Linked DNA regions of Mus musculus: all the other regions are linked to region 1. Evidence: chromatin contacts called from public Hi-C, HiCAR-type, HiChIP or PLAC-seq and promoter capture Hi-C data. All regions are on one chromosome and are shown on one strand. Each heading gives the region's core, a stretch centred on a gene start, on an enhancer-like site or on the middle of the called end of the contact. The rest is flanking DNA. Distances are from core to core; before and after follow the strand shown.

The links. Promoter capture Hi-C pulls out the DNA fragments that hold promoters and counts their contacts. A called contact is a pair of places that touch in the nucleus more often than the background predicts. HiCAR-type assays count read pairs that join an accessible place to other places. HiChIP or PLAC-seq counts read pairs in DNA pulled down with a chosen protein or histone mark.
Region 2: a contact with region 1 is called in a HiCAR-type map of astrocytes, with 3 times the contacts expected there. The contact joins the enhancer-like site here to the promoter of Psmc1 in region 1. A contact is called at or near these places in 3 of 39 promoter capture datasets (hippocampal neurons, liver and pre-B cells), 1 of 115 datasets of contacts at active chromatin or transcription factors (astrocytes) and 1 of 9 other capture datasets (liver).
Region 3: a promoter capture Hi-C map of liver shows a contact between it and region 1, with 2.7 times the contacts expected there. The contact joins the enhancer-like site here to the promoter of Psmc1 in region 1. A contact is called at or near these places in 3 of 39 promoter capture datasets (hippocampal neurons, liver and pre-B cells), 1 of 115 datasets of contacts at active chromatin or transcription factors (stem cell-derived neural progenitor cells) and 2 of 9 other capture datasets (embryonic stem cells and liver).
Region 4: an H3K4me3 HiChIP or PLAC-seq map of bone marrow-derived macrophages shows a contact between it and region 1, with 11 times the contacts expected there. The contact joins the enhancer-like site here to the promoter of Psmc1 in region 1. A contact is called at or near these places in 8 of 39 promoter capture datasets (the 3T3-L1 cell line, 3T3-L1-derived adipocytes, the C10 cell line and 4 more), 1 of 484 Hi-C or Micro-C datasets (pre-B cells), 1 of 115 datasets of contacts at active chromatin or transcription factors (bone marrow-derived macrophages) and 1 of 9 other capture datasets (liver).
Region 5: a contact with region 1 is called in a promoter capture Hi-C map of pre-B cells, with 4 times the contacts expected there. The contact joins the enhancer-like site here to the promoter of Psmc1 in region 1. A contact is called at or near these places in 4 of 39 promoter capture datasets (hippocampal neurons, liver and pre-B cells), 1 of 484 Hi-C or Micro-C datasets (cortical neurons) and 3 of 115 datasets of contacts at active chromatin or transcription factors (astrocytes, embryonic hindbrain and large pre-B cells).
Region 6: a contact with region 1 is called in a promoter capture Hi-C map of hippocampal neurons, with 4 times the contacts expected there. The contact joins the promoter of Gpr68 here to the promoter of Psmc1 in region 1. A contact is called at or near these places in 6 of 39 promoter capture datasets (the 3T3-L1 cell line, the HPC-7 cell line, cranial neural crest and 3 more), 1 of 484 Hi-C or Micro-C datasets (embryonic stem cells), 1 of 115 datasets of contacts at active chromatin or transcription factors (memory CD8 T cells) and 1 of 9 other capture datasets (liver).
Region 7: a contact with region 1 is called in a Hi-C map of B cells, with 5 read pairs. The contact joins the enhancer-like site here to the promoter of Psmc1 in region 1. A contact is called at or near these places in 9 of 39 promoter capture datasets (the 3T3-L1 cell line, embryonic stem cells, frontonasal cranial neural crest and 4 more), 9 of 484 Hi-C or Micro-C datasets (B cells, CD4 T cells, the G1E-ER4 cell line and 6 more), 8 of 115 datasets of contacts at active chromatin or transcription factors (astrocytes, extraembryonic endoderm stem cells, large pre-B cells and 5 more) and 1 of 9 other capture datasets (adipose tissue).

What each region holds. Positions count from the first base shown.
Region 1 is chr12:100,107,968-100,111,811 of GRCm38.p6, forward strand. Psmc1 (protease (prosome, macropain) 26S subunit, ATPase 1) reads left to right here and starts at 2,235. Exons shown (of 11, transcript NM_008947.3): 1 at 2,235-2,244. The coding sequence starts at 2,242.
Region 2 is chr12:99,213,920-99,217,763 of GRCm38.p6, forward strand. All of the region lies in intron 4 of Foxn3 (forkhead box N3), which reads right to left. Among named protein-coding and RNA genes, the nearest start is that of 4930474N09Rik, 53 kb to the left of the region's middle. Within about 2 kb of position 2,107, at least 38 of the 459 cell types and tissues checked have an H3K27ac peak or open chromatin away from gene starts, as enhancers often do. A contact at or near this core is called in astrocytes, where this site is marked.
Region 3 is chr12:99,231,308-99,235,151 of GRCm38.p6, forward strand. All of the region lies in intron 4 of Foxn3 (forkhead box N3), which reads right to left. Among named protein-coding and RNA genes, the nearest start is that of 4930474N09Rik, 70 kb to the left of the region's middle. Within about 2 kb of position 2,229, at least 37 of the 459 cell types and tissues checked have an H3K27ac peak or open chromatin away from gene starts, as enhancers often do. A contact at or near this core is called in liver, where this site is marked.
Region 4 is chr12:100,923,786-100,927,629 of GRCm38.p6, forward strand. All of the region lies in intron 25 of Ccdc88c (coiled-coil domain containing 88C), which reads right to left. Among named protein-coding and RNA genes, the nearest start is that of A630072L19Rik, 12 kb to the right of the region's middle. Within about 2 kb of position 1,811, at least 46 of the 459 cell types and tissues checked have an H3K27ac peak or open chromatin away from gene starts, as enhancers often do. A contact at or near this core is called in bone marrow-derived macrophages, where this site is marked.
Region 5 is chr12:99,324,312-99,328,155 of GRCm38.p6, forward strand. The region is part of intron 3 of Foxn3 (forkhead box N3); the gene reads right to left. It overlaps Gm46371 (a long non-coding RNA gene), which reads right to left. Exons shown (of 2, transcript XR_001780668.2): 1 at 1-3,844. Among named protein-coding and RNA genes, the nearest start is that of Gm46371, 4.5 kb to the right of the region's middle. Within about 2 kb of position 1,975, at least 40 of the 459 cell types and tissues checked have an H3K27ac peak or open chromatin away from gene starts, as enhancers often do.
Region 6 is chr12:100,897,718-100,901,561 of GRCm38.p6, forward strand. Gpr68 (G protein-coupled receptor 68) reads right to left here and starts at 1,663. Exons shown (of 3, transcript NM_001177674.2): 1 at 1,526-1,663. It overlaps Gm36572 (a long non-coding RNA gene), which reads left to right. Exons shown (of 5, transcript XR_381840.4): 3 at 704-2,000.
Region 7 is chr12:99,378,998-99,382,841 of GRCm38.p6, forward strand. All of the region lies in intron 2 of Foxn3 (forkhead box N3), which reads right to left. Among named protein-coding and RNA genes, the nearest start is that of Gm51999, 11 kb to the right of the region's middle. Within about 2 kb of position 2,079, at least 49 of the 459 cell types and tissues checked have an H3K27ac peak or open chromatin away from gene starts, as enhancers often do. A contact at or near this core is called in B cells and memory CD8 T cells, where this site is marked.

The DNA.
Region 1 (3,844 bases), core at 985-3,484:
CTCTGTGTAGCCCTGGCTGTCCTGGAACTCACTCCTCGAACTCCGAAATCCACTACCTCTGCCTCCCAAGTGCTGGGATTAAAGGCGTGCACCACCACTGCCCGGCCACACTACCTCTCTTAAGAGGACCCAAGAAATAGAAAATAATAGAACAACAAAAAAAAAAAAAAAAAAAAAACCCACAAAATTTATGTTTACTCCATGACAGATAAGTAAAAGCAAGCTGAGTTATCGAAGTCTCTCCGGATGCTTAGGGAGATGGAAGGTGTGGGTGGAAAAGAGGGAGAGTTCCCTCCACGACTGTGTAGATGGGCAGAAAGGAGATTTTAAAATCACGTGACTGTGGCACTTCTGAACGTTGTCTGTCCCACAGAAGGCAAGTCCTAAGCGTCATCGGTTCTGTGTGTGCCGGCCTCTTAGGGAGCCTCCTGTCCTTTCGGTCATATTTGGGTCACACTCCTAGGCATCCCAAGCAATGCTGGCCTTGAAGCCACTTTTAACACAGACCAGAACCCTTTAAATCTTCCCACTTGTAACTTTTTTGCCTCTGAGACAGAGGCTATGTAGCCCTGGCTAGCCTAGAACTTGCTACGTAGACCAGGCTGGTCTCCAACTCACAGTCCTCATGTCTCTACCCACTCTGGAGCCATTTACAGCTCTCGCCTTCTTACAACTCTCTGCTTCCATCCCCTTCTCCCTCTGTCTCACACTGCTGTCAAACAATCCAGTTGCCGTTCAGCGCCCAATCACACATCTAAACGTTGCTGCCACCGTTGGTCCACCGCCTTTGCCTTCACCACATCTGCTGCTTCTCTGTGCTACCAGTTCATGTCTCCAGCCTCCCAAGAGTAAATTTAACTTCCTCCCTTTACCATCAAAGCAGGCAAGACAAGACCAAAGGAAGTCTTTTATTGAGCCTCATGTTACAACATCCAGGGAGGCAGCAATGGAGTGTCCTCCAGCCAACTCACCCAGCAAGCTTGGAGCAGCCTGTATATATAGCAAGATAAAGATTCAGATAACCATAGCACACGTGGGTATTGATGAAGGTTTGTGTTGGCACCAGTCACCTTGTCCCTTTAACCTTCACCTTACAACACACAGTTTCTGTCTGCTGGACCATCAGGGGAAATAGCCCCACCTGGGCTAGGTAGAAATGATGGCAGGGTCTTCTGAAATTCATTGAATGATAGCAAAAGGTCTGATACAAGGTGTTGGGAACGGCTAAGGCCATCAACTGGGATTGTGTATAGTTCTCAGTGTGTCTGTGGAGTACTCAAAATAGCCAGGTCCTTCGGGCTGTTTGACTAACCAGTTCTTTTGTTCAAAGTAGCTGTTAATTAGGGAGTCAGATTTCCTATCCCTCAAACTCTTACTTAGGAATAGGAACACAAAGAGTACTTACATGGACAAGCTAAAGAATTTATCGTTAACATTAATAACACTAATTAATAACAATGTGTAACACCTGCCTGGGGCCCCAAGCCCCAGTTTGTGTCCCTCCTCAGTGATACTTGGACTCTCTCCACATTCAGTGTCCTGTCTTTTTTTTTTTTTTAATTTTTAATTACTTTGTTTATGTTTACATGTATGAGTTTGCACATCACGTGCTTACAGGTGCCCTGAATGGTTGTTAGTTGCCATGTGGGTCCCCTGCTCTTCACTGCTGAGCCCTCTCTCCAGCGCCTCAAGGGTAATTTTAACACAGTATTAGCCACCATCATCAGTCCCTTGTCATCAGAGGGAAGAAAAAAAAAAAAAGCACACATTTAGATCTCTTTCGGCAAAGAACTATTTTCAAGAGAGCTACAAAGTTCAGAAACTAAAGAAGATCATAAATGCTGTGTACACATCAACTTCTCAGTCCCAAGCGCCATTCCTGCCTGACATAAATACTTCTTCCCAATTATAATTTTGCATCCTTTTAAATTTCTAAAATTTTCATATTTTCCCCAAGTCTCCAACGTCCAAGATCATTGTCTTAAGTTACTGACAAAAGCCCAAGATCAGCTACTTAGAATTCCCTCGAGTAAACTATTTTAAGTGCCCACATGTTTAACCAATCCTTGTACCAAACCGCCGAAATAAGCCCTTCGTGCTCAACTTCGCCCGTGAGGAAGTTGGTCCCGATAGGCTTCCGTAGCCTGTTTTTTTTTTTTTTTTTTAAAGTTACTTCCGTTCTGTCCGGGTCGCTTTGGTGGATGCACTTCCGGCGGTGGCGATTTGGAGGACTGAAGGAAGATGGTGAGTGACTAAGGGTTTCGGCTGGTCGTCTCAAACATCCATGCGCCCCAAGGCGGGAGGACGAGGCGATGTGACGCTCGGGTTCATCGCGGGTCGGAGCGGATCTCACTCCCTGGCGGACGCGGGCAGGATGCACGGCGCCCAGGGAGAGACCGGGCTGTGAACCGCTCGAGTAGGCAGGCGCTGAAGGGCTGAAGCCGAGTGGGACAGCCCGGCCGACGCTGGGGACAGCGGCTGAGCCGCAGAGCCAGCGTAGTGTTTCTCCGCAGACGGCTCAGCGCTCTCCGGTTTGGTTGGTTGAGCCGGATTCAGATGTAGGCACGGAGGTTACCGGGCGAGCACGGTTGATGATGGCGCTTCCGTTCTAGAGCAGGGAGACAATAAATATGTCAGGGAACAGGACCGGGCCAGATCGTTACGTAGCTGTGTTGTAAGAAGGTGGCTGGTTTTGTTAGGGTATCAGCGAAGGACCCTTCGTGGATGTGAAATCTAAATCGAGGCCTAAATTAAGGTTGTAAGGGAGTAATCTGTACTGATAGCTGAGCGAAGCCCGGGCAGGGCAGAGGGTCAGGAAATGCAAAAGGAGGCAACCCTGAAGTCCGCCCGAATCATGAGCTGCCAGGCCAATGCATCTGAATGTAGGTGAAGGCCAGAGCACACAAAGGACCGGTGATGACTTTGAAAAGTATCCCAAGCCGGGCGGTGGTGGCGCACGACTTTAATCCCAGCACTCGAGAGGCAGAGGCAGGTGGATTTCTGAGTTCGAGGTCATCCTGGTCTACAGAGTGAGTCCCAGCACAGCCAAAGTTACACAGAGAAACCCTGTCTCGGAAAAGCAAACAAACAAACAAACAAACAAAAAGTATCCCGAACATGCGCCAGGCATTTCCCCAGAGTTGTTCTTACTTCTTAGAACAACCCCGAAGATTATTATTAATGTCCCCATTTTAATGAGGAAACAGAAATACAGCCAGTGACCATTGGTGGGGCACAAATCCTTTCTTTTCTAGAGCAGTTGAGAAACCCTCTGGGTTTGAGAGACAGCAGAACTTAGTGTGATTTCTGTCTAACAAGCTTTGTGACAATATACAGGGCCGTTAACCTCCCTGGACCTTGGTCCTTTTATCTGCCTGTGTATCAAGGGGGCTTTGAGAATCAAGCGGCTCAGGGGTAAAGAACACCTGCTGCACTTTGAGAGAACCCACGTTTGGTTCCCGGCACCCATGCATGCCAGCAGGCTCCAGAATGGTCTGTAACTCCAGCTCTGAGTAGGTCCGAGCCTTGCGTGTGGTCGAATGTGCTTTATGCTTGGCATCATTTCTGAGGTGGTTTTGTCCTGGTACTGAAGCCACCAGTGTTGTAGTGAGAGGTGCTTCCCTAGGGTGGTGAATCAGTGAGTCCACTGTTACTCCTGTTTCAAGCTCCACTGTTGGGCAGATGGGATGGCACTCGACATGAAGCCTGGCAGCTTGAGTTGACTCCAGGACCCACAAGGCAGAAGGAAAGAATCCCTGGAAGTCGCCCTCTGGCTTCCTCTCGAGTGCCCCGGCATGCGGGCACAGACCCACACGTACACTAAACCACATATCTTTGCACAGGA
Region 2 (3,844 bases), core at 857-3,356, 890 kb before region 1:
CTGGTGATGTGTGCTTTAATGTCAACTCTGCTCCCATTATCCTTCAAGCAGCCCACATCACCTCTCCAGAAACTCCAGTGAATTATCTCTAAGGCACACGGTTTAATGGGGGAAATTCAATTCTTTCCAGTCTACTATGCCTTTGGTAGCTAGCCCTAACCCTACATACACATCTTCCCAATTAATGTGCTGTATTCATTTCAAAGCAACCTGGCAGCAGTAGCAGATGTGTGCCTGAGATTTGAAACTGCCTGGGAACGTTTACGTAAGGTGGCTCACCCTCTGAACCCAGCCCTCCTTCTCAGGGGAGCTGCTGAGTCTGGCCTCCAGTCCCTGCCATTTCTTGGTTTTCCTCACTGGCAGCACACTCCAGACTGAGATGGTGAGCATGCATGTGCCCGCTCACTGGCTGCCAAGAGCCAGCTGTGACACTTAAGTGTGCCTCCATCTCTTCTCCTTTCTGTCCCCACCCGCAAGTGTCAGGAATGAGGTCTCTGGAAACTGGCACAGCCAGTTCACAATGGCTCTGTGGAAAAAGGCATTGAGAGCCGTCTCCTTTTCCACTGAACACTAGGCAGGAATATGAGCCCAGTCGCCTGCCCTTAGCCTAAAATTAGCATCTTTCTTTCCCTTCTGTACTGGCTGGTTTTGTGTGTCAACTTGACACAAGCTAGAGTCATCAGAGAGGAAGGAGCCTCAGTTGAGGAAATGCCTCCATGAGATCCAGCTGTAAGGCATTGTCTTAATTAATGATCAATGGGGGAGGCCCAAGCCCATGGTAGGTGGCGCCATCCTTGGGCTGTTGGTCCTGGAGCTCTATAAGAAAGCAGGCTGAGCAAGCCACATGAAGCAAGCCAGTAAGCAGCACCCCTCTATGGCCCCTGCATCAGCTCCTGCCTCCAGGTTCTAGCCCAGCTTGAGTTTCTACCTGACTTCCTCCAATGATGGACTATGACCTGGACAAATAAACCCCTTCTTCCCAACTTGCTTTTTGTTTGTGGTGTTTCATTACAGCAATGGAAACCCTGACTAAGACCCCTTCTCTCACTATGCACCTCCTGAAAAAAAAAAATCAATACATTCAAAGACCAACACAACCCATCACCTCACGTTCTGAGATGGAGTTAGGAGGCAGCTCAGTCAAATACTAAAGAAAATACACATTTGAAGGCAACTTCTAACTCTGTGTGCTCAGTAGAAGAGGTCTAAGCATCCCTTTCTGGTCGACAGCATTCCCATCTTTTCTCCCAGCAACCCGGGAGAAGAGAACGGTTGCTGGAGCCACTGCACAGGCTTCAGCACCAGACTCCCCAGCACTTACTGGTTTTCTTAAATGTCTCCAAGGCCTTCTCAAATCAGCTAGACTGTGACACTCACACCTGGCCAGGGAGAAGCAGCATGGATCAGTGCATACTCGATGGCCATTGAGCTAGGGATTGCTTGTCCCTGCCCCCCTAGCACCAGAATTACAGGCATGTATTCCCTAACCCCAAACCCCACGTCTGGGACTCAGGTGCTCACACAAGTACTACTGACGGAGCCACTTTCCAGGGTCTAAAGCTCATTTCTGTTCTGAAAGGTCCGAGGCATAAAACAAACATTCCTGCACACTGTGCTGGCCATCAGCACTTCACCTGCCTCGCTCTTTGATATGCATCTCCCTTAGTCTTTGCAAGGTCTAAAATTAACCTCAGCAGGGAGCTTGCAGCTCTGCCATTGGAGGGCAGCCCTGGCTAACACTATGAGAGGCCATAAGTAGAGCAGCAGGCCATTCCTGCCATCATTCCTCCCCTGAAGGCACCCTTTCCACCTGCTTGCTTGGAAGCAGGCTGGGGAAGGGCTGTCACGGCAGGCAGGGCAGGCAGGGCACAACCTGTTTCCTGTGGTCTTTCTTCTGTGGAGCCCTATATAAAGGACATATACCCCGGTTCCAGACAGCATTCCCCACCCCTCTTGGTCCATTCTGCTGTTTTGTTTATTATTGAGAGTTCCGTCTCTGGGAAAATTCCAACCAAGGATTATATAAGCCTTTGGAGATGGCTTATGGTGACCTAGTTTCTCCACAGGGGTTAAAGATGATTCATAAGGATTGTCAAGGGAGCTACTAGGCAGGTGATTCAGGAGATGCGAGCAGCTGAGATCCGTCTACACCACCACGTTTTAGGGAGAGACTGGAGTAGGTGGATAGATTTTGATTTCAGAAGGTAAGATGAGTAGACAGCCATGCTCTTGGCTGTTCTGGAAGTGGCATTTTGCGCGCGATGGCCCTTCTTGCAGAATGTATCCCACACACTGAGTGACACCAGGGGCACGAACTGTTAGAAGCCAAGGCTTTAATTAACTGTGCCTCTCTGCAAATTGCAGTAGACAACTGAAACAAGAGGGGGTGACCCTCGGGACTGCAGTCCGACCCCTGCAGGGGGCACAGGGCTCCTGGGTTCTCACTAGCGTCTCAGGCAGACTCTTTTCTAAAACTCACTGAGCATTAGAGACAGTGTGCTGGCCCTGGCTTAGACTTTCGGATGCCAAACAGGGAAGAAATCTAAGGGGCTGCCACTTGGTGACCTGAAGTGCAGTGGCTACAAAGCACAATGACAAAGCGGGGTGGGGGGAGCCCTTTCTAGCAACCAAGCTAGCCTGTTAATTGCCAGGACTGAACAGTGCCAGGAGAGGAGGTGGGTAGCTTGCCACTCAGAGGGGCAGCTCAGGGGTGAAGCAGGAAGCTATAAATAGCAAGGCGCGAGGAGGCTCTATAAACAGAGCCTGGTCACAGCACCCAGCCCCAGGGAAGAGAGCAGCAGAAAACATATGGGGTTCTCAGAAGCCAGGCTGGCCAGCTCCTGACCATGGGAAAAGGTCTGTGTGAACCCACAGAGAGAGGGACACACAACCACGAGCTTCACTATGCACGCTGCCAGTTCTCCATCATGGAGGCTGGCTGTTGCCTTTATACATTTACTGAGGATTCATACCTAGGCCTGGGGCAACAGTAGCAGGGTGGGAGACAGCATCGTCATCATTCTGGCTCTGTATGATTTCTCCCTTTAGGGATCGAGGCACTGCCTCCAATCTCAAGGCAATAGACCAGCAACGTTGCCAGGCAGTAGTGGTACGCATCTTCAATCCCAGCACTTGGGAGGCCGAGGAAGGCTGACCTCTGAGTTTGAGGCCAGCCTGGGCTATAGAGCAAGCTCCAGGACAGCTACATAGGGAAACCCAGTCTTGCAAAACCACTCCCAACCCCAACCGGGCAATGTAGAGGAAAATAAAGCTATAGTTGGAATGGGCTAAAAAGACCTGTGGATATACTTCCCTCTGGTTGTGTCCACTAGGAGATGATGGATTTGACATGATCCCTAACTATGGCACGGTTCCAATCTTTAGGGGCTCTGCAGCCTGCCACTGACTGTGCTTACACTTGACCTCCAGATGGGAAGGCAGATATGAAGCCAGTGTCCACGCTCTTCTTGTTCTCAGTCCCCACTGCTGTTCCTGTCTCTGAGTGTGTCCTCTGGTGACCTTCATGGGCATCCCAGTGGTGCCTGCCAGGACCCTGGAGAGCCTTCTTGGCCTGGGCCCTCGAGAAGGGTGTGGCTACACTTTCACAGAATGTTGGTAAAAGCTTTCTTTTTAAAAAGCCCACTAAAATGATCCTACAGAGCTGGGTAATAGAGCTCCGTCAGAGTCCTGGTTTCCATCCCTAGCGCACATATGCACATAAGGTAAGGTGGTGCTTGCCAGAGAAATGGCGGCAGGAGGAGAAGTAGTTCAAGGTCATCCCTGGCTACACAGCAAGTTTGGGGGCCAGCCAGGATGACGTGGAACCCCACCCTAGAAAGAATGG
Region 3 (3,844 bases), core at 979-3,478, 880 kb before region 1:
ATATAAATAAAAATTAAACACACACACACACACACACACACACACCATAAACATAAGCTGAGTGTGGCAGTACTCTTGTGACACCCCAGCACTCTGGTTTAGGGGCTCAGGGCATCCTTGGCTAAATAGGGAGCTGTGTGCCAGCGTGGGCTACACAAGAACCCGTCACACACAGACAACCGAATCCGAGGAACTTGGAGAATTGGCTCAAGTTCAGGGGCAGCCCGGGTTAGTCCTACTCAGCAAGATTTAGAAGTAAAAAGGGGACGGGAGGGGGTGATTTTTAATTTTATTCTCCAAAGAAACTGTCCATTTGGGGCTGCAGAACACAATAGCTTTTTTTTTTTTTTTTTTTTTTTTTTGCATTTCTCCACAATGTCTAGCTGCCTATTTTCTCTAAGCACTTTGCAAAAACAAACAAAAAGGATAGCTAATGAATCCAATGTGGATTTCATTACTGATTCCATTTCTCACTCACACACACACACACACACTCACACTTGGGGTGGGGAAGATGGCTTGGCTGGCTTGGCTGGTTTGCCTTGATCCTGGTGACTGACTGGAGTTGGATCTCTAGGACTCACCTACTGGGGGAGAAGTAACTCCAAGTTTCTTCTGACCTCCACTTGGGCCTTGTACACACAGGTAAAGAAATTCTTTTTAAGATGTTAATTTATTTGATTCGTTTTAAAAATAGCAATACTTTCTATTATATAGTGTCTCATAAAACCAACGGACACCACTGTACATCAAACATTGTATTAGAGCCCAAACTGGGAGCAATCTCAGAGATTAAACTTCTGAGGACGCTCAATGCTTACTTCCACCAGGTCATCTGGGACACACTCACTAAGGTGGCAGAAGAGAGCTCACTCAGTCCTTCACAGCAGGCAGCTGTAGAGCCTGTCCTCCCCCCTCCCCTCAGGAGCTGGACCCTCCCCCCCCCTCTATTTCTCATTAGCATCTATGAAGAGCCAAACAGAGGCAGCTCCTGTGTGAAGAAGGGGCAAACCTGAATGTGGAGGCCAAGAGGATAGGGAAGGAGGGACCTGGGTCAGGAGTTCAGTCCATAAAGGGCTTACTGGGAGCTGCTTGAGGTGTGTATTTCTGGGAAGGATCTGGAAGTTTTATGGGACTCTATGAGAGGCGCGGATACAGAAAGGAGCTGGATTGAGACCCGTTGGGCAGAGGCCTCCCTCTGGAGCGTCAGTACAAGAGAACGGCATATCCTCCTCCTTGGTGACAGAAAACAGGGTCCCAAGGTCTCGGGTGCTTGTGAAACTTTCACATGCACTAACGTGCAGTGTGGTTTTTGACTAAGAGTTTGTAACTACCCAACACAACCCTAACACGTTTGTTATTGAGAAACAGAGATGGTTCTGGACTGGAGAGAACGCTCAGTCAGCAGAGTGCTTGCCAAAGAAGCAGGACCTGAGGTTAGGAATCTAGAGCCCAGGCAGAAGGCTGGGCGTGGGGGCATGTATGACCCTATCTGTGGTGAGAGGCAGGTAGAGCCCTAAGGCCGGTCCAGCCAAAACAGTTCAGTGAGAAACTGTCAAAACAAGCAAACAAAAAAGGTGGAAAGACACCAGGGGAAGCTGGCATGGGCCTCTGGGTTCCACATGTATGTGCACACATGAGCAGCTACAGGCACACGCGCTCGCACCTATGCCAGCAAGTGTATGCAGCACACGCATACACGCATACACACACACACATGGTACTGTTATTACCATATTGTACATGTTGTTACCATGTGTTGAGCTTTTTCCAGGGATCCCTGAAGATTTAAAACAAAACGAAACGAAACCAAAAAAAAACCTAAGTCCCTTAGGGGCAGCATGCAAACAAAACTATGGAGAACACATCTCAAGAAGTTAGGAAACTGTTAAAGATGAAGAAATACATCAGCGTATATTCTCTGCGATGATATCTTCCTGATTATCCAACAACAGGTCCCGGCAGGTTACCCAGCCTAAATGGCCTCTATTGCCTTATCTGCTAAATGAGAAAATTTCCTTATCTGCAGCCAGGGGTTGGTTGTGTGAATCTCCAAAGTAGATGCACTATCTTCTAGGTTACAGCCTCTAGCCTATCTTAGAAAGGACAAGGTTTGGTACCTATAAGTTTGCTGGAGACAGGCCCCTGCCTCCTCTACCCAATACAGGATCCCTCCTGGCCAGGCTGGGAGGACTGCCCTTTCTGGGCCTTCTGCTTTGACTAATCTCTTCATGTCTCTCTGCTCTGCTGCCCAGACAACTCCACAGCAAACAAGAGCCCGGGCTTCCACCAGCCAGCTCCAAGCTGGGAACCTGCCTAGTTTGTGAGCTTTGGGGCAGAAGGAGAATGCAGACAGCAGCTTTAGTGAGAGTCTTCTCTCAGTTACGGCTGTGAAGGTGGGGATTGTTAAGGGGTTCTCTGGCAGGCCCTTCACCCTGACCCACCCACCCAGGTCTCCCTTGCACTGTACTTGCCTGGGGAGGTGGGTGGATCTGACAGGAGGCAACCATATTTTCTGTACTTTGCCCCCTTCTCAGCCTGGTGGGAACTAAATCAGGTGAATGAACACCTTCTAGCAACATAGGGTATTTTCTTAAAAGAAGAAATACAGGCTACAGCCAGCTCCTCAGGAGCCATACGGCTCCATTCTCTGATGTGTACCACAGGGCCAGAGTTCTGAATGAATTCCTGGGTAAAGAAGCCAAGTCCCTTGAAGAGAGGAGAATTAAGAGAAATAGCCTGGACAAATACTGTATGTCTTCCTTCACATGCAGAACATAGGTTTTATATACACATGCATCCACACTCACTCTATAAATAGATAAGGAGGGACTTGGGGACAGAAAGGGACTGGCAGGACAGGGAGGCGGGGAACTGGAAAGGATAAGAAAGGGCAAATGTGGCCACTGTTCACGATAGACTGGAATGAAAACATCTTCATGGACTTGCTTGCCTAGCATGTACAAAGTCCTGCGTTCCATCCCTAGCACAATACAAGCCAGAAGCAGGGGGATCAGGAGTTCAAGGTCATCCCTGGCTATGTAGGGGGGGGGGGGGTTCCAAGTCAGCCTAGGCTACCTTAGACTAGAAACAAATAAACAAAAAAATGAGTCAGCGGGCCTTTATGAAACCAATCACTTTTGTAGTAAACAGAGTCAACAGAAGTTGCCAGGACATGTTGGCAAAAAGTGGGCAGACCTGTGGGAGCTTATTTTGCAAGGCGTCTAAATCAGATAAAAATCGGATTGGCTGCCTCATTACGCAATTAAACCCTAGTCAGCAACGGGCAGGGTCTTCTGTCTTTCAAAATCCAAACGAGTTACCCAAGCTTTCATTAAGTACAGTTCAGAGACTCTATTGGGGGAAGGCATCCAATTTTTCTTGTCTGAGTTAAGACTTTTAAAAAGGTGGAAAAAATGCTGCTGTGTGAATCTGAGAGCTAGTCTTCATAAAATAACCACAGTTCCTTGTCCTCTTCCAAATACCTTTTTGCGTCGCTTTTCAGAGTTAGATTTTGGGGGTGGGAGGCAGGGCAGAAAGCCAGAGTGCTGTCCCAGTGAGCAGCCCAATGGTACCATTTCATGTCTGATTGCTGACTTCCCAAAGCAGAGCCATTTGCACTGTTGTATCAAAGGCTTCCACTACATAAAATGTCATTTCTATATTAATTTTATGCCCTTGAGGCAGAACATATACGACTAGGACTGAGTGTTACCCACTGGAAGAAAGGAGGAAGCTTTAGCTAGGTTTAGGATTCAGGGGAAAGCAGGACAGGGCACAAGGGTATCCAGGTACTCTGGACTTCAGATGGAATTTTGGTTTTTCTTTGCACTCATGAGAAGGT
Region 4 (3,844 bases), core at 561-3,060, 820 kb after region 1:
AAGTTCACTGCCAAGCTTACAAGAGTTTCTTTGGGGGGGGGGGGAGTAACTATAATCTCTTCGTGGGGGTCTTCACCTCTCATCGTACGCTTTTAAGCAGCGTTAATTTTCTGCTATAAACATATATATCTGTTGAAATTAAATAATATTTTTAAAAAGTATCCCCTACACAAATAAAGAGAAAATCAAATAGGATTGAGTCTGGGATCTCCAGATAAGAGATATGATGGAGCAGGAAGGGCCGAGGACGCAGCTGAGGTGGGAGAGTGCTTGCATGCCATGTGTTAAGACCCTTAGTTTGATCCCCAGTACCTCAGAACAAAATAACCCCAAATAAACAAAAGCAAAAACAAAACAAAAACACGGGAGCACTTCTAACAGCCGGCCAGGCCTTCTGTACACTGCCTATGCCTTACGCCCAAAGACCAGGAGGCAGGTGGAGGTTGCGCTTGCATAAACCGGACTCCTCAGCCCTTCAACTTCACGGCTCATCTCTGTTGGCTTTCAAAGCCCAGATCTTAGATGTGAACGGGAGGGGGATGTGGATTCTGGAGGACAGCCTTATGAGAAGCAAGAAACAAGTCTGGCAGACTGAACAGTGACTGACAGGCCTTCCTGTGTTAAGTGGAAATGAGTGACAGGCCTTCCTGTGTTAGGCGGAAATGAAGGTCCAGGGGGAGGTGAGGCGGGCAGACAGCAGGAGCACCAGACAGAGACAAGCACGATTCTAACAGCATGCGGGGAGGACAGACTCTGGGACCGGGAGCTTTGATGGCTTGGAGTTCTTAAAGACAGGGTCACAAGCTGAAGTCAGTGGCAATGATGACCTTAACACTGTCACAGGTGCAGGTTTACTATGGCCACCTGATTTCTAAGGTGACACTTGTATTCCATCTGAGTGCATTGGCACTGGCAATAAGGGAGAATATGTAAAAACTGCACATAGGAGACAGGGGGCTATGGCCCAAATCAGACCTGGGGTGTAAGAATGGCTCAAGATGGGGACATGACAGTGGGGTGACCTCTCTGGTCACCATCTTCCCCTGCTCTGGGTGTGGCTCATGTCCTGATATGCTTTCTGTCCACTGTGGCTTGGATTTCACCATCCGAGATGCCAGAGAATTGCAGCACAGTCATAAAACTTCAGTCTGGCAAAATCGGTTCAATTACTCAAAATGTTCCAACAGAGCAGTGAATCCTTCAGAACACAGAACTGCGGGCTCGGGGGCAGAAGCCAGTGACTCTGCTCTGACAAAGAGAGGGGACAAGGTTCAGCTGCTTACAAGTAAATCTTTAGAAAGGTGGCTCACCCGCCGGTGGGCATTTTAGGAAGCATAGCGACAACTGGCCACTTCCGCTTTGCACAAGGGCACGAGAGAAGCTTGCAGATGCGGGAGGGGGCGGAGCATGAGGTCACGTCACTTACTTAGCATGAATCTCCTGGCCCAAGGACAAGTTACTGCACGTACATCCCGGGGGTCCCCTACTACTGTGCTGTGCCGAAGCACCAGTCCAGGAAACATGACAGGTCATCTTCTAGTTTGCAATCAGAATCCACGGTGGCTACTTTGGAACTGGGGGAGGGACAGGGGTCCGCTAGGGACCGAGTGGCCTTTAGGGACTAACTTCTTTTGGTTGTTGGTTGAATTTTGAAATGAAGGAGGGACACATGATGTAGACACATGGTAAAGGAGGGGATCAGAAATCCCCAATGTCTGAGAAAGAGGCAGACTCGTTAGGGGAGGATGGGATGTCAGAGGAAGACCAGAACCGCAGGCGTTTAGAGAGAGCTGGATGGACCAATGGAGACTTGTCTTTGTCCTTGCTTTTGCTTCTCAAAAAAGGACTCTTTTTGCGCTGGAATGCTAAATTGTTATCATTGTGACAGGAAGGAAAAAGAGAGAGAGAGAAAAGAGGAAGAAAAAAAAACACAAATGAAATGAACAATAATTACAAATGAGTCTAAGTCAGCAAAACGTATTTAGGGAAGCGGAATCCTGGCCAACCTACGCCTGATACCCAGGCCAGAACCATTTAGGCGCTGACTCAATTTAATTTAGTGGCGCCCTGGTGCCAACCATTACTCACGAAGCACAACAGGAGAGCTGCACAATGCCCCAGGAGCCACTGGTTTGGAGGATTTTTCAATTTCAGTGTGTTAAATTATTGAATAAGAATGCTCATTAAGGCTGCAGCCAGCATCTCTTACTCAGCCATTTTAATGACAGGCTCCCTGACTACTCACTCAGCTCACATACAGCTGCCGTTCCCACTCCAGGACACCGGACACACCTAATGACAGGCTGGCCCGCTGTCAGGATACAGTCTACCCGAAACACCTACCAACAGTCTGTAATTCTAAAATCACCTCCTTGGCTAGATGTATTTAAAAACACTATAATGTCTTTTTCATACCCCAACCTCCTAAGACCTGGAAGAATTATTTCCCTTCGGACCCCCCCTCCCCGCCCCCACCCTTCCTTGGCCTTTAAAGCAGAGACCCCACAAAGCAGACGACTCATCTAAGCTTCTGAACATACCTTTCAGTAGTAGTATTTATCAAGTGAGCCAACAGATTTCTGGTTTAGGATTAGAGACCAGACTTTCTATGTCTTTTGCTATACCACCACCTAGTGGTCACATCCCACATTACAGAATAAGGGTTCTAGATACTGACCACGGCTGAGGGAGGCATTAAACAAAACTCCACAGCCTGACTATGTGGAATGTGCAGGGACCCAAGCTGCTTTCACTGAAGGGAGTGCCCTCTTAGGAGCCTGAGGCTGAGACACCTGGGCTTGGATCTCTATTACTGTATCAGTTTTACTTTCTTGGTGTTCAAAGAAATACTACCGGAGTTCCCTTCACAAGACCACCTTCTAAAAACTAAATAAATAATAAAAAATGGACAGCAGTGATTGATGCCCACTTCATGGGTTGTTATGGATTAGAAGGGACACAAGGCTTGTAAAGTATTTCAAAGGGTACTCAGCCCCCAGTGGCAGTCTGCACCAGGTAGACACTCCTCCTAAGTTTTCTTTCTTGCTGTCACTGCACCCCCACCCCTCAAGGTGGGGTTTCTCTGTGTATCTCTGGCTGTCCTGGAACTCCCTCTGTAGACTACTAGGTTGGCCTCCAATTCAGAGATCTGCCGCCAGAGTGCTGGGACTAAAGGAATGTGCCACCGTATCAGAGCTTTTGAAAGTTTTCTTAACTCAGTTAAACTGAACATAGCAAATTCAGTTAACTGTAAGAACAATACAGTCTTAAGTGGGAAACATTAAAATATTGCCAGTATGGAAGCCAGAGGTAACAGGCCCTCTCTGGTTGTAAGAAATGTTAAGGTAATGTCTAGAGGCAGTTAAGGTCTGGGTGTGGCTGCTCTCACCTGTAGTCCCAGGACGGAGGCAGGAGGATTGTCACTAGCTCATGGTCTGTCTGGGTTATGCAGTGAGTTCAGATAAGACAGACCTACAGCACCTCATCATTGGAGATCCTGTCTCAAATGTCACAGTTCACTGCTGCCTCAGCGCTGACACACCTTTCACCTTCTCCCGACCCCACAACAGAGATGTAACTGACGGGTGCGTGCGTCCTCAGAGCTGACGACGTCACCACCTGTAGTGGTGAATGTGACCTCACCCACACAGAGGGCACCTGTTACTCAACATCCCGTCACCCCAAGAGCACTGGACTCCCTGACGTACATTCAGAAAGTTCTATAATAATAGATAAATGCTTAAGCTACGCGGGTGAAGATCTGGCATAAATAACCCACCTCCCAGTAAGTCAGTAAGCTTTTTAGGGCTTCAGGTAAATTGTATTTCAGGTTCTATGACAGTCA
Region 5 (3,844 bases), core at 725-3,224, 780 kb before region 1:
GAAACACTGTCAGAGAAACGGCCGGGGGTGGGGGGAGGGGGAGTGGGGGGGGGGCCAGAGACAGAGAGACAGAGACACCCAGAAAGAGGGGGAGGGGAGGGAGGAGAGAAATAAGAGAAAAGAAGAAAAAGAGAAAAAGGTAATCCTCCAGCAGAGAGACCACACCAGAAACCACATCACTGTGGCAGGACTGAACATCGCCTTTCGCCATACACAGAGCAGGCTCAGCACTGGTAAAGGAACTGTTGGTGGGAGGCAGACTTCCCCAGCTAACCAGACTTCATATGCCCTCTAAAGAGCTGAGTTCTGTATTAATGTAATGGGGATTAAACAAATTAAACTGAGGATAAAACCCCAGGGCCTTTCCTTTTTTTTTCCTAAATAGAAAACCTAATAGGGTGCTCAATATACACACCTCAGAAGAACTGTGGGGTTTGCCAGGTGGTCCTCCACCAGTGTTACTCTGGCATCCTGGGCACACCAGCCACCACCCACTCCTCTTTTTGATCTTGGAGAGTGTAACTGGTATCTCACGGGTGGAGATTATGTATGCTTCTAAATGTCTAAAGAATCTCCAGTTCTGAATGCCAGCAGAGCTAACGTAGGAAAGACGAGAGTCGACCCAAGACCCCCACAGGCAAGCTAGGAGTTCCAAAGTCATTATCACGGCAGTCTCAATGTAACAAATGATGTCTGAAGCTCCTTAGCTCCCAGTAACCACTGGCAGAGCCAAAGGGGGCGCTTTGTATTGAGGAAGATCTGGGGGCTACGGAGGTTCTGGCAGGGTTGCTGGAAACACAGACCTGGTTGGTAGAGGGGGAGGGGGGTCAAAAGCAAAGAAGTGCTTGCAGTAAGAAAGTATCCAAAATCCTCAAGGCCGGCAGGTGACTCCAAGCTGTGGTAACTTTATGCACACAGAAACTGCTTTGTATTAAAGTCTCAAACATGTTACTCGGCTCAGAGAAAAGACACACATCCAACTTCCAGGAGCCTGTTGCCCCTGCCTACTTCTGTTCATCCAGTTATTTTGATTCTCAATCTCAAAGTAGGGCAAAAGCAGAGATGGATCTGCAGAGAAATCACTCTAAGTGACTCAGGCCCAGGAACCTGCCATCTCAGCTGCTATTTGCAAGAGTGCCTGCAGAGCTTATAAAAGGAAGAATAAACGGAGATTACGGCCATTTGTCTACTGGTTAGGGCAAAACATCACCCAAAGGATGGAGAAACTAAGAGAACCGCTACACAAACGGTTGCAATCATGACCGCTAGTGCAGATGAGACCATGGCTCAGCCTGACAAGCTGTGGAGATGTGGGCAGAGAATTCCAGCCTTAAGGCTGCCCCTGGATGCTGCGCTCTGGGGGTCCCTAGGAGGAAGGAACCTGTCTTGTTTGCATCCTCTTGTCTGGACCTGCACCCCTAAAGGGGTGGAACCAAAGGAAGGGATGGGTGCTAAAACGCAAAACAAAATCTTTGTGCCTTTTCCAGGGAGGGTGCTAAAACATACATAACATGAAGCTGCCATCTGAACTTTTTTTTTTTTAAGTGCAGCTAGGTGACGGTTGGGACATTCCTATTGTGTAATCAACTCTACCCCTATCTGTCTCCAGAGCATCATCCCAAACAGAAAATTACAGAGGAGATTTCTGTGACGGGCTTCCTTAGGCTGTTTAGCACAGTGTCTCCACGGCTCATCCACGTTGCGGCACGTCCTTTTTAAGGCTGACTAGTGCTTCCCCGTGCACATTCTGCCTGACCACCTACGGATGGCCTCTGGGTTGTTTGCACCAGCACTGATGTCGTTTAACAAGGTGTTAAGTGTACTTAGCCAGTGTGCTGAATGAAGGGGGAGAGAGAAGATAAAAGCCTCAGATTCTCTGGTCGACCTCTGCAAGTGATCATAACCCCCACAGGAGACTCAAGTGTTTTTCCATGTAAAGAGGAAGTGAATTAGACTGGTGTTCTCCAGAAACTTTTGGCTGTCTTCTGGAGTAAGAAATAGATGTTTCGTTCTGACTGACTTCACACAAGCACACAGACATAACTGAAACTCAAGGTGCACAAAACCCTGCCCTACGGTGAGCGAGCTCTCAACATCTGCTGCTGCCGACTCCATTATTTCTCGGAAAGAGAGAGAGTCCCAGGCACTAAACTGATCTCACCGCCACCACAGAGTGACAAATTACTTAAGACACGCTATTTTAGGTATTTGTTTTCTTCCAAACTGGTATCCCTTAGACTATGCTAATAACTAGGGTACCATCACTTTTTAAAGTATCAGTTTCGTAAAGTAGAGAACTCTCTAGTACTACAAAGAAACACCGTGAGTTGCACTCCCCCCAATTTTTGACCATGAAAAGAGTCACATAAAATCAAAAGGGGCATCCCAATGTCTACTGCAGGTGGTCCTACCAAGCCCTTTGGGGAGCTCTACACTGGGTCACGGAAAAGTCCTGTCAACTCCAGCAATTCTGTGATGTGGGACGAAAAATCTTAGCATGGGTTTTCCTTTGCAAGAAACAGAAATAAGCACAAACCGTAGGAGCTGCACCTCCCAAAAGATACACAGCACCCACTCCTATCCACAGTTGAAACACTAATCTGTTTCCTTTTAAGAACAAATTTCTATTCGGAACAAAATAAAATGGAGATTATCAGATCAAATAAAAACCCACTAAAGATTTAGGACACCGTGGCTGAAAAGTCCAGAAGCGAGGACCAGGGCAGCGACTGTTTGGAAAGGACACCAGAGCAGGTGGGAGAAAACAGTTGCAGGATGCAAACTTGGAATTATGATGAGAGATTTAAGATCTCACATGCAAAAAGGTGAGTACAGCTAATAACATCTATAAACTTAAGTCTGTTAAGTGTGTGTAGGCCTTAAGCTTTACACACACACACACACACACACACACACACACACACACACACACACACACACGGGAGGGGGAAACATTAATTAGCCTGATTGTGAGCATTATTTTACAATACACACTTACATACATGGAAAGGTTAGGTTTCAACCTTTAATATATATTTATCAAATTTACTTAAAAAAAAAAACTGGGAAGGAATAACAGCAAAAATCCAAAAGTAACTGAGAAGGAGCCAATGGCCTGCCACGTTAATTGCAGATAATTCTCTCGTTAGCAACACTTCTGCTGAGGTGACTGAAAAGAGCCTCGGACCTGTTGTGTTTTGTCCCCCAGGCAGCTGGCTTGATGTGGCATACACAAACCAAAAGGACTGTACGGTGCATCTCCTTTCAGACTCCAATTCTTGTCTTAGCAGACCTCCAACGTTAAGGCCTATTCTAACTGTTAGAAGCGAATCCATGGAAGCCAGGCAGCCATTCAGTTTTATAAGACAGTCACTGCTTGATCCTGAGTGTGCCACACTGTGCCTTAGATCATCTGATCAGTGTGTGTGTGTGTGTGTGTGTGTGTGTGTACGTACAATGTGGGCTCCTGCTTAGAGACACTTTCTTTTTGATGAGTGGTAGCAAAATACATTGCTTTACCCACAATGATTTTAAAAAAAAAATACTCAAATCCAAAAGTGGTTAGCCCTCGTCAATTTTCCATACATAAAGAACTACAAGAAAAATGTGTGAACATTTATTCTGCAGGATGAAGAAAACAAGATGGATTCCAATGGTGGCGTTCAAGAACAAGAAAGCCTTTGGATGCAGTGGACTTCGACTCTTTCTTTTACTAAAGTCAATATAAATAACTCTTAAATCATAAAAACCAAGTCATTTTGAGAAAATACAGTATGATCTGTCCTGACTCCACCTACACCTGCTTTTCCAGCTTTTCTAAACTGGAGGCGCCCTGCAACATGAG
Region 6 (3,844 bases), core at 413-2,912, 790 kb after region 1:
TATTTCCCTGCAATATATGAAGGTTCAGAGAGGGAAAGTACATTGGCTGGGGTCCACCAGCTGAAACAGGAATTTGGATGCTAAGCCCCTGGAGATCTCAGCTTAACAGTCCTTCTGACTCTAGTCCCTGTCCGATAAATCTCTTCCTTTTGTGTGCCTTTCAACAAGAAGCTGCAGCAGAGAGAGGGTGGGGAGGGGAATTCTCAGAGTTGGCATCTATGTGGAGGTGCAAGCTTTGCCTGTGTGTGGTCTCATCGCTACACTAGAGAGTGAGCTCTAGAGGCAAGTCTCTTTTCTTAGAAGGGTCAACTGAAGTTTGAAAGGAGGGCATTCGGACCAGCAATGCACATGGCGTGCATGTAGCCCCCTGGGGAGTAGAAAGGAGAGAAAGGGTGAAGAAACAAATTTAAAAAAAAAAAGAGGAAGAGGAGCCCCAAACTCTAATGAACAGAAGTGGCTTTAAATGAGCCATGAAGTTCTGGAACTGGCCAGGGAACTGAAAGAGGTCCCTATACAGCCGGCCCAGCCCACTGAGCTCAGGAAATTCCCCTCTCCCTCTGGGTTGAGAGGTGGAGATGCAGGCAGGGGGCCAAAAGAATGAAGCAGGTCGTAGCCTTGACTATATGATTTGTGTCAGATGGGAGGGCAAGCGACTGCCACATGCCACCTCATTAAACTCTAGGGTTGATTCATCTACCCACAGGTATCCTTCCCAACCCCCTCACAGCAAGACATGCCCAAGGCCTCTGGCACATTGGCACCAAACCAGTGCTGAACCCCAGAAGGCTTGCTGCCTTAGCGCCTGTCACGCTTTCGTCCACCTGTTCCTTCATCCAGACCTGGGACACAGCTTTTTCTCCCGGACATTTGATTCCCAGAGGGGATTTAAGCGTTCAGACCAGCAAGTGTTATTATTGCTCCTGCTGACTGGCAGTGGGCCAGCTCCACCCAACCTCCCCTCCCCGCCCTACCCCCCAGAGCAGAAGGTAAGGACATGAGAATTGTTTGGGTCTCAGCGTTTGAGCTCTGAGCCTGTTGGAAGAAGGGCCACGAAGACTCGAGTGTGAATAGAAAAGGACCCCAATGCAATCTTTAGATCACCAGAACTGGGTAAATGAAGGGTTAGAGGTCTCATACTTTTTTTTGAGGGTGAAGAAATTACCAGGTGGCCACGGAGCCAGCCGCGGGGGCGGCTGCTAAACCCAGTGGCGACCACATAAAGAGACACTGGACCCAGGAGAGGGACCCGGGGCGCTGGCGCTCCAGGGCAGACATTCCCTGCTGACTTCGGTCACAGTCAATTCTGCGGGTTCACCGCACGCATACGGTGGTGTTTGGGGGTGTGCCCGCCTCTTGTGCCGCCGCTCCCGCATCCTTTGCTGGCCGGCCCGGAGCGCAAGCACACCCGACCCTGCGCTCCGGAGCAGGACTCAGAACCCAGCAGACCTCGCTTCTCCCGACCCTGGTAAGCCAGCGACCAGTAACCATGGCAAAAGGAAGGAGCCTGGCTCGCGGGAACACATACCTGTGCAGCGACAGTCTGGGACGCGGGCCTGATGTCCTCTGGTGCAGTGCGTGCGCCTCCTGGAAAGGCTGGGGACTCCTGCAAGGCACGCAGGTCCCTTTCTCCTAGCCACTCTGGGCCACGTTGTGCGAGATTCCTCCCGCTCCCAACCCTAGTCAGGCACAGCCAGACCTGTCGGTCCACGCCCTGCAGCTCACACTGACCGCAAGCCACAGATGAGGCGCCTGCTAGAAGGGCCGAGGTGGCCTGAGCGCTCGCCGGTCCCGGAGGTGCAGCACCCCCATCCCCCTCCCTGCTAGCATCCTGACCTAGAGACTGGCTCTGCGGAAGAAGCCAAGCTGCTGAAGCACTAGGGGACTTCTTCAGCCACAGGCGCTCCCAGGGACGCTGAAACCCAACGTGGGAAGCTGGGAGGAAGGTAGAGAGCCTTTCTGCGTTCATCTTCGGTCTCTAACGTATCCACTCATTAAATGAGGTGGGTGTCACAGTTCTGGGCCTTTCTCTACCTGCTGGAAGCTTGGGGCTTAGCCTCTGGATCCCAGACCCTGTCCCAGAGCCAGCGGGTATAGTCAAGGACATAATGAATGACCTTCTCTGGTTTTATGGAAACATCAAGGAAAACTTACTGTCCTCTGCCCTACATACTGCCCTAAACACTAATAGCAAATAGTCACAGTTTGCCTTGTTATACGCACCTAAACGTGTTGATTTGATTAACTCTACGAGGCAAGTGCTACTATTTTTCCCATTTATAATGGAGAGAAATTGAGGCACGAGAGGACAAATAGCTTGCCCGAGGCCACCCACTTACTTAATGAAGCCTTTGAGATTCAAATCTACATCCCACCCTATGCCACCTTGTATCTAGGTCTCTCACAAGTGCATACCTGGGCTCCTGTGGGTCTTACCCCCACCCCCACCCCCCGCCCCCCACCCCCCACCCCCAAGACCCTTTGCCTCTGCCTCTCATTTTCTGAACTTTCCCAGTTTGGGCTGGTGACTTCACTGATACACTTCCCAGAGGTCTTCACACTGCCTGGTAGGATTGCTGGCATGCAGTTGCCTGTCTGCGAGACCCATGCTTGAATCTATGAAATAAATGTCTGAACCGGTTGGTGGGGGGTCTGCAAAGCTCAAGTCTGAGACAGGGAGACAGGGTAGAGATGGAGTGCAAACCGAGGTGTAGACTAGAGAGGGACAGAGTAGATCTATGTCAGTGGCTGCCAAGCCCTTTGGGTAGCTCAGGGTGCTAGGATGTAGTCTTTAGGTCAGTAGTTCTCAACCTTCCTAATGCTGTGACCTACCCCCCAATCATAAAATTATTTTCATTGATACTTCATGACTGTAATTTTGCGACTGTACGAATCATAATGTAAATATCTGTGTTTTCCCCAATGGTCTGAGATGACCCCTGTGAAAAGGTCACTCAATCCTATAGGGGTGGAGACACACAGGCTGAGAACTACTGCTCTAGGTGGGACTTTTCACAGAAGGCAGAAGGTACAAGAGCAGCCAAAATAGCGGGGGTGGGGTGGGGGGTGTTTCTCTTCTGGTGCTGACAGAGACTGGCTCAGCCTGCTCTCTGGTTCCCATTGTGAAGTCCCTCCTTTTTGAAAAATGTTCACAAATGGAATTTTCCAGAATAAACTATCTGTGCCTGAAAATGTTCATCGTTGTTTTTTTTTTTTCCTAATTTGTATTCGTATGTGTGAGTGTAGTGAACGTTGTAAATCTTGTGTGTGGTGTGCATACATGCATGTACTTCTGTGTGTGGAGGGCACCCCGCCTGGTTTTTTGAGACAAGGTCTTTCCCTGAGTTCAAAGCTCACCACCTTCTAGACTGGTTGGCTAGAGAGCCCCAGGGATTACCTACATGTCTGTCACCTCCCCACCCACACACACACACCACTTCACCTCCACCTCCCCACACCACCCCCCCTCCCCGATTCCTCCACCCCTGCCTTTCTTTTTGTTTAAATTGTCATTCTGAATATAGCTAAGAGTTCGGGTTAGAAAGCCAGAGCACCTGGCTTTAAATTCCAGCCCTTCATACTGACAGGGTGACCTTCGCTCAGTCTTTTACCATTTTGTGAGCCTTTCCCTGCCTGAAGATGGGGACACTACCTAAGAGAGGGTCGGTCATGTCACATGAGTTAAACCAAGGGTCGCCTTCTCAGCTCAAGACTCTGCACACAGCAATGAACATTTAATCCATGCCAATTGATATTGCTATTCAACATTCCAGATACCCCTTTCTTCTCTTGGTTTCTAAAACAGGGTCTCCTGAGAAGTCCGAGCTAGACAGGAGTGTATATGATC
Region 7 (3,844 bases), core at 829-3,328, 730 kb before region 1:
GATAAGCACTACAGTAGCAGCACACACTCCACAGTTTCCCTTCTGGGGCTCTGTTTAGTTTTGTTTTGTTTCAAGCCAGGGTCTCACTAGCCTAGGCTGTGTGCCTAGGCTCACTCACAGGTACCAGAGGCTGTTCTCCCCCTACACCCCCTTCCAGCCTGCACCTCCGGGGTGCCCCACCTGTGCCTGGCCAACCTTAAATAGATTTCAAAAGTTTCTGTTTCAAGTATAAAAAGCGGTGTATTGGGAAGGCAGTGGAATTTTCCATGAAGGCTACACCTTCCCACCATCTTGCCAGCATCAAAAGCATTTAGATGGGCAGGACTTATATGGCAGAGCAAACCATAAGGGTGGGCATGACGAGTACTGCAGGACAAGGCCCGTGGGCTCCATCCCCAGCACCACAGGAAGCCTAACAAGGATATGGATTAACATCAGTACTTCTTCCGAAAGAAGCAAACCCTGGCCTTTTCAGGTGTGCTAGCCTCCCATTATTCACTGCTGAGAGCTAGCCTGCAGCTGAAATGGAAAGAAACCCTCTGCAGCTTGACAAGGTCTGAAAGCAATCTGTTGGTAGTGTGCTGAGGAAGAGGCTTTTGCACTGAGAGAGGCTTGGCTCTTCACAGTTGGGAGTGCGGGGGATGCTGATGGAGAGAAGAAAAACGTTTCCCAGGGGCATTGTGAGACCCCCACGAGGAACATCAGAATCTTCCTAGGAAGTCAATGCCAGACCCTTGAAGAGTCAGAAAAGCAATGAGGAGAGAGAGACAGGACACAGATAATTAAAATAATCAACAAAGGGCTTTCTGGAGTTTCACTAGCTAAGAGGTTCTGTAGGTAGAGTCCATAGGACAGGGAAGCCTGTAAGCAGCTCTCACACCGTGTTAGGTAGCTAGACAGGCATTAGCAGGCTTGGAGGCCTTTGGGGACAGACACTTAAAATGGGCTCTGGCATCTACTTCCCTATTCCCATACCCAGCATAGAACGGGAGGCATCAACTTTGCCCCCGACCTTTCGGGATCTACTATATACTATAGGAAAAGGTAGAGGCTCGGAGGTTTTGCTGAGGCTCATTAAGGCAAAGCTACTCACTTCCTCCAGGTCCAAAGGACAGAATGGGAGCTTTGCATCTCTGCCTGGATGGAAACAAGACATTCTACGCTGTCCCAACCACTACATACTCTATCAACTCCTTTAAGAGGTAATCCAACTGGGCCTGTCAATCACCTGTACAGGAGACCACCCCTCGGGAAAGCTGATTCACCGGAAGACATGCTATGGAGCTGGGAAGAATAATTACTCCCCTAATGAGATAATGTACTTGTGCCCCAGAAGCCCCTCCCCCAGAGTAGTCGCCAGCACTACCATCATTACCAAGTCTGACTGCTCTTCTGAGTTCTAATTGAAAGAGCGGCTCTTTCTGTCCCTTCTTTGGAAATGTGCCTTGCCCTGACAGTCTGGATATTGTCCTCCTTTCTCTGTTGAAGCCCCTCTTCCCCCTTGTAAGCCACCTGCCAACGTCCACTGCTGACCCTCCTACTCTCTTGGACCCCAACTCAAAACGCATGGCTCCTGCTTTCCCTCTCCTCCATCTTCCGTCTCACAGCAGCCAGCAGGAAGCACGACTCGCCTGCCCTGTTCTTTTTTTTTTTTTTTTTTTTTTTTTTTTTGGTTTTTCAAGACAGGGTTTCTCTGTGTAGTCCTGGCTGTCCTGGAACTAACTCTGTAGACCAGGCTGGCCTTGAACTCAGAAATCCGCCTGCCTCTGCCTCCCAAGTGCTGGGATTAAAGGCGTGCGCCACCACTGCCCAGCTGCCCTGTTCTTTTTCTCTCAAACTATAAGGAAACCATCCTAGAGCTTCCTTCTGAATCGTGGTTTTTAAAGTCCCACCCACTAGGGATTGAACCGAGGGCTTTTTTTTTTTAAACTCCTGGTCAGCTCCCTCCCACAATCCTCCTCCCTCCCCCTCCCCCTCCCCTTCTCTTCTCCTCTGGGAGGGTGGGGGTCCCCTGGGTATTCCCCTGGGTATCCCCCAACCCTCGCACTTCAAGTCTCTGTGAGGTTAGGCACTTCCTCTCCCACTGAGGTCAGACAAGGCAGCCCAGCTAGAAGAACCCATGTGCAGGGCTTTTGGGGCAGCCCCTCTCCAGCAGTTCAGAATCCACATTTAGAACAAGTCACACATCTGCTGCACATGAGCGGAAAGGCCTAGGCCCAGCCTGTTAGGCTCTCTGGTTGGTGGTTCAGACACTGACAGCCCCCAAGGGCCCAGGTGAGTTGACTCTGTTGATCTTCCTGTGGAGTTCCTCTCCCCTTTGGGACCCACAATCCTTTAACCCCCGTGGAGCAATAAAGGCATCAACCCACCCACAAAACTTTCAACCCAAAATTTATCCTGTCGACAAGTAATACAGGCATGGGAAACCAATAACCAGCCCAACTTGAGACCCATCATTAACGATACCCTGTTATGCTTGCAGACAGGAGCATGTTGTCCTCTGAGAGGCTCCACCCAGCAGCTGACTCAGACAGATACAGACACCCACAGCCAAACAGTGGATGGAGCTCGGGATTCAGACGAAACCTAGAGCTTTAAGCATGGTCGTCAAGTGCTCTACCTCCGAACTACAACCCCCAGTGGTTAAATTATTTTACTGAGGCTAACAACGTACAAAAAAGGTATACAGCAGCTTCGCTGTAATAACAATACAATTGCTTTTTTATCTTTCTATATTTAGTTGTAGACTTCAAAATGGAAAGCTGGGGGCTTTATCAAGTTTGCTGAATGAATAAATGAATGAATGAGTGACTGGGCAAGTAAGCAAACAATAACTAGCTTATTTAAGAGGACAAGAAACATCTCTCTCTCATGCAGGCAGACCAAGAAAGAGCCTATCTGGAAGGAACAGATGGACAGGATCAGCCTGGAGCACAGCTAAAGGGAGCACAGTGATTTCGGGAGGACCACCGAGGATGCTAACTTGACAATTCCACCAGACGGCAGGATCCATGGCTCAGCAGGTAAGAGCACTGGCTGTGCTTCCAGAAGACCCAGGTTTGATTCCCAGCACCCACATGGTGGCGCAACACTGTCTGTAACTCAAGTTCCAAGAGGTCCCGAACCATCTTCCGACCAGCAGCAGACAAGCACGTGGTACACAGACACGCATGCAGGCAAAACACTAGACATATAAAATAATGATACTTTTTAATAGAAGGGAAAAAATGAAAAGATTCCCGTTAGATAGCTAGAAAGGGGTTAGTAGCCTTGGAAGCAAATGAACAGAGATCCCTCCTTTACATTCTGCTTGGACCTCACCTCCTATTGCCCTGGTAACATCCAGAAAGGAAAACACTGAAACTGTCCTGTCTTAGGCCTCCTGACCAAAAGAATGAAATACTATGGCCCTGGGTGGAGACATGACATTCGGGAGTGGGGGTGGGGGTGTCTTTTTTGTTTTTTTGGTTTTTTTTTTCCGAGACAGGGTTTCTCTGTGTAGCCCTGGCTTACTTTGTAGACTAGGCTGGCCTCTAACTCAGAAATCCACCTGCCTCTGCCTCCCGAGTGCTGGGATTAAAGGCGTGCGCCACCACGCCCGGCTGAGACATGACATTCTGATCTGCTCCAAGGACTAGAACACTATACACTATCACCCCCTCTTGACTTAGTTTGTTTTCTATTGCTGTGAGGAAACAATAGGACCAAAGCAACTTGTAAGAGGTAAGAGCGTATTGTATTGGACTTACAGGTTGAAGTTCATCATCAAGGAAAGTCCAGGCAGGACCGGAGGAGTGTTGCTTACTGGTTGTTCCTCCTGGTCTGCTCAGTTTGCTTTATATAC